Linked DNA regions of Zea mays: region 2 is linked to region 1. A link is a contact called in public Hi-C data. All regions are on one chromosome and are shown on one strand. The core of a region is the stretch at or near the end of the contact, and the rest is flanking DNA. Distances in the headings are between cores, read along the strand shown. Region 1 holds the start of LOC100279880 (alpha/beta-Hydrolases superfamily protein). Region 2 holds the start of LOC100284095.

Evidence for each region. Hi-C and Micro-C count contacts between places; a contact is called where the count stands out from the background.
Region 2: a Hi-C map of ear shows a contact between it and region 1, with 2.7 times the contacts expected there. The contact joins the promoter of LOC100284095 here to the promoter of LOC100279880 in region 1. A contact is called at or near these places in 6 of 25 Hi-C or Micro-C datasets (bundle sheath, ear, endosperm and 3 more).

The regions. Positions count from the first base shown.
Region 1 is chr9:18,310,288-18,312,825 of Zm-B73-REFERENCE-NAM-5.0, forward strand. LOC100279880 (alpha/beta-Hydrolases superfamily protein) reads left to right here and starts at 1,279. Exons shown (of 10, transcript NM_001152833.2): 1 at 1,279-1,627; 2 at 2,366-2,502. The coding sequence starts at 1,294.
Region 2 is chr9:18,656,486-18,659,023 of Zm-B73-REFERENCE-NAM-5.0, forward strand. LOC100284095 reads right to left here and starts at 1,271. Exons shown (of 5, transcript NR_182034.1): 1 at 713-1,271; 2 at 1-145. It overlaps LOC100501793, which reads right to left. Exons shown (of 3, transcript XM_035962467.1): 2 at 2,311-2,538; 3 at 1,559-2,112. The coding sequence ends at 2,066. It overlaps TRNAP-UGG (transfer RNA proline (anticodon UGG)), which reads right to left and starts at 1,445; the gene lies at 1,374-1,445.

The DNA.
Region 1 (2,538 bases), core at 29-2,528:
CTTTTTTTTGTCAAAGTAATACATGGATATGTACATCTTGAAAATGGATTGACTAACAAGTTCCCTGAATTATGACCATGTGCTTCAAAAACTGTGTCTAACTTTTGAAAAGAAAACTGTGTGTCCCTTTGTTCGTGTTAACTGCTGATGCAATTGTTTGCTACTAGACAACCTTGAAATGTTGAACGATTTGCATAACCTTGCAACTGAAGGTTGGATGGTGGAAATTCAAACGTTGAACGATTTGCTATTAGTCACTACCTGCCGGTGCTGGATATTGTAGGTTACAACAATACAAGGTGATTATTTTTCCCATCATTAGTTTGTTAACATGACGATCCGAGCTGGTGTAATATGTACCTAATATGAAGCCTAGAGTATCTGGATCTCAAAAATATTCTCTTTGAAAGCGAGATTTTTCTATGGTTTCAAAGTTTCAGAACGATACAACAGAACTTATATACCAGTGTTTTCCTTAATTAGATCTTAACGTGATTATGTAGTTATCAAATCATGTCTAATAAGCATTGAACAATTTCATTTTTTGAGCCATTGTAGAGCATCCGATTGACGCCTAGTCGTTCTGAAGACGGACGCTGCTACGGTTCCTGTATATATTTATTATATTTGTCTTAAATCTGTCCTGTCGGTTCTCCCGTTCTGTGTTGTCATGGATTTCCATTCCGAATTATTAAGTTTGGCGGAACGGTGAAGATGGAACTCACTAAAAATTAGAGTCTTTTTAGCAGGGTTTGGGATTCCTTACAGAAAGCCAGGAAATTTCATGTCTTAATGCCTTCCCCTCCACCGCTGCTCTTTGTTTTACAAGGGCATGTACACCGTAAACTTAAAATCAGGTTTTTAAGTATAAAAGACAACTAATAGACCGTATGCTATAACATTGACCTAAGAAGTAATATATATAGAGAGATGTATAAATGACTTTTTTTATTGGAACCTATCGTAAAGACTTTTTAGTTAGGAATGAATTGAAGGAGATTAAATCTTTACTAGTCAAATTTTGATAGAAAGGAATTTAATCACTTCAATCCCTCGCTGAGATCTAAAGAGTTGTACATGCTCTGAGTTGTTCTCAAATGTAGAATTTGTTTCGCAGACCTTTTAAATTTTAATTAAGCTGGTGAAAAGTTCTCCCTAAATGCGGACTTTAATGCTCGGCATGAAAACTCGTGTGAGTTATGACGTCAGTGTCAGTCAAATAATTAAAGCTGCCTCCGATGCTGGCATCCGCCTAATCCCATCCGCTATATATCGGATCGACGGTCTCCCCGCATGGACGCAGCGAGACTCCGTTGCGCCGCCGCCATCGCCACCGCCACAGCTGTCCCCGCCGCCCGGGCGCTCCCGATTCGCCGCCACCCGGCCTTTTTCCGCGTCCCCGCCGCCGTTGGCCTCCGGTTCTCGTCGTGCCGGATCCCGGTGCCGAGGAGAGCGGCCGCGGCCATGTCGTCGTCAGCGGCGGCGCAGGGGACGGAGCACGAGGCTGACGCGTGGTACGCGGTACCGGGCCTCAGCCTCCGCGACCACCGGTTCGCCGTCCCGCTTGACCACTCCAGTCCCGAGCGCGGGGACACCATCACCGTCTTCGCGCGCGAGGTCGTCGCCGGTAGGTCGCGCTTACCAGCTTCCGCTCACCCGATTGCGATCCGCGCAGTGTTAATGTGGGTGTGTTACGTTGGTTACGTTATGTTTCGCTGGAAGAAATTGGAACGATGTGTAGGTGTGTTATTTGGGAAGTACAGACATAATCCACTGGGTTTGGACATGATCACATGAATCAAGAATCTTAGCAGTGGCTCATCTGTGCTACTGCATCGGGCCAGCCTGCTTAGCTTAATTCTAGGTATATGTTTCTGGCAAACTAGGAGCAAATTTGTTTGGAGAACTGACTAGTTCTTTGTCACCACCAATATAATTGTGTAAACGATGTCGCAGCTTGCAAATGTAAAAGGTAAGAAAGATTTTGGTGAAGTCGCTTCGTGCAACAATTTACATTTAACTGATGTGAGGTATCTACTGGTTTAGGCTTGTATGTCTTCTATGTATGTGAATTGACCCTATCATATTGGACGCTTAGGCTTGAAGTAATGGATCACGATCCAAATGTTTCTTCACAATTCATTTGAGTCCTTAATTAATTTTATTTCAAAAAATGAATATAATAGAGCCTGATCCTAATTTGATCCAGTCCTTAAATTTTATAGTGTAAAATTTAGAGCTCATTACCCTCCTAAATGTATGTGAATTGACCCTTATCATATTGGGAGAGCTAGAACCACTACGTGCTTTAGTGCTTCTGTAGTTATTAAAAATATCAATGACCCTCATGTTTGAACTGTTTCAGCTGGGAAAGAATACATATCTCTGCCTTATTTATTGTACCTACAAGGAGGGCCTGGATTTGAGAGTCCCCGTCCCACGGAAGCAGGTGGGTGGTTAAAGAAAGCTTGTGAAGACCACCGCGTTGTCCTGCTAGATCAGGTAAGAATGCACGGTCGAATTTCTTGGTTAGATCCT
Region 2 (2,538 bases), core at 21-2,520, 350 kb after region 1:
ATAGTAGCTAATAGTAATGTTCTGGAAAACTTCTCCAACCGCCTCTTGTATATAAGATGGTGGTAGGCTCAGATTTTCTGAGATGATGCACAACAATTTTTGAGCAAGATCCTTCATGCTGTTGCTGTATTTTGCAATAGTATCTCTGTAAAAGGTACATGGTGTTATCTCCCGTGTTATAGGCAAAAGTAACATGCTGAATATGGACAGAGACGGAAACATGATGCTTAAATATCTTGTTCTTAGTAAGATGATCACTCATAGGTTTCATAATGATCATACAGTTAGATTCTCCAGACTATAATAACATATTCAGCAGTCATCCCTGTCTAGTATGTTATCAAAGAAACCAATGCAAGGGTGTCACACTAAAGAGTCTATATTTGGATAGAAAATCAAAAATTAAAATCAGAATTCAGAAAACTAAACATCCTATGTGCTTTAGAATTCTTGGTTAGTTGGTCTTCTAGGCTGTGCCACATGACCTGAATAGGCTGAATCTCATTAAGACAGCTCAATGCTCCCCAAACCAATTTCTACGTGTCTCCACATCTGAGCATAAAATCCGTACGTGTATTATGCTTATCAATTCTACCCTCTCATTCATCATTCATGTATGGTTTTGGCATGTACAAACCTGCACTCGTAGCAATTCGTGACTCATCCGGAGATGAACTGAACTGAACAGACATGGAGGATTTTCATGAATCACCTGTAACCGGGGACGAAGTCGGGCCAGCGGGCGGGATCACAGCGGGACTCCGGGAGCGTGTGGTGGTCAAAGTAGTCGCGCCAGTCGAGCACGGAGTCGTCGTTGGCGAGCATGCGGCTGCCGTACCCTTCCGAGGCGGCGCCCCTGGCCGGGTCGCAGGCGAACCGGAGTTTGTCCTCCATGGGCGCGCGGAAGAAGGCGAGCCCTGCCGCGCGCACCGCGTCGAGGAGATCCACCGGCACGCCGTGGCCGACCACGTGAAAGGCGCCCCAGTCCGCGCACGCGGCGCGGACGGCGTCGTCGGCGGTGGAGGTTGAGAGGTCGACGACCGGCACGGAGAGCGCCGCGGCAATAGGAGAAGGCGAGGGGGTTGGTCGGTGCTCAGGCGGCTGGATGTACTGCGCCGGGAGGCGGGACACGCCGGCCTCAGCGAGGGCTTGGACGCGCGCCGGCGCGGCGGTTTCCATCGGAACGGCGGCGGGCGTTGGCAAATTAGGCGACGGTGTAGCCGTGTAGGTAATGGTAAACGCAGTGGTCCGAGTAGACATGTCCACATGCGGCCTCTTGCAAGATTTTTTTTTATTGTATAACCAAGCGAGGACAACGCAAAAATATAGATTTAAATATTTAATTAAATGAAGCAAAAAATATAAATTTAAAAGGGGCGTTGCGAGAATCGAACTCGCGACCTCTCGCACCCAAAGCGAGAATCATACCACTAGACCAAACGCCCTGTTGTGTTCATTAGTTTAATTTGATTATAATTATACAAAATTGATATTGCAGATAAGCTTTTACGTAACAGTATACCATGGGGCTGTCAGTTAACAAAATCATGTGGAGAGCTTCAGCAATCAGCACACAAGTGATGCAATTTTCAGGTCCTAACAAAATCATGTGGAGGCTTCGGCAGAATAGCATATACAGGTTGTTACAATGGTTTTCAGGTCCTGACTGAAACCTAAGATCAGCATGCATTGACTATTGACTGTTACATTTGATCTTATCACGGACAAAAGGTACAAAGTAAAACAGCAACGTCCATTCTCCTTATCAGTACATGGTGAGTATAGGGATGAAGCTCGTGACTAGAGACCCGATGTCACTTCGCAAAAATCACATTCAGCAAGTTGCAAGTTCTGAAGCTGAAAGACCAGCACGAGCTGTTTCGTGTCAGAAGAAAGGCACAAGATCTAACTATCGAAAACCGCAAAGCTGCTGGATTTTCTGAAACTATCTTGAACACGAATGAAAAGAGAGCCAATTCTTCTCATGCCGGTGTTTCTGGAGCAGCAGCACCTTAAAGAGGTGAATTGTGAAGGGGTTTGTCAGAGGAGTCTGTCTGTCCTGCCCTCATACACCTCTTGGGTTTACCACCGGGTACCGCAATTCCTGAGCAACTGAATTCAAAAGGGAAAATAAGGCAGTGACACAGCGTAGCATGGGTAATCAACTTTTGAAGCAGTCAGTAATCTCATTGTCTGACAAGTAATAGCAAGCAAACAAACTATCAGTACGATCTACTGAACCTCTGTCACCGTACAACCGCTTGATTTTTTTTATTTATTTAATTTTTTTTTTTTGCAAAGATCAATCACCTTGTGTCCCGATGAAGAGGACGATGATGTCCAGGGTCTCCTCGTTGCGAGGCAGGTCGATGAGTAGCGGGGTCAGGCGCCCGTAGCGGCCGCCCCGGACGCACATCAGGAGGCGGAAGAAGAAGAGCGCATAGTTTAAGCGACGCGCCATCTCCGCTCTCAGCTCAAAGACGGAGCGGCCCTGGAACTGGAGCGTGCCCCAGTTGTCCGGGAAGTTGCCGTAGTTGT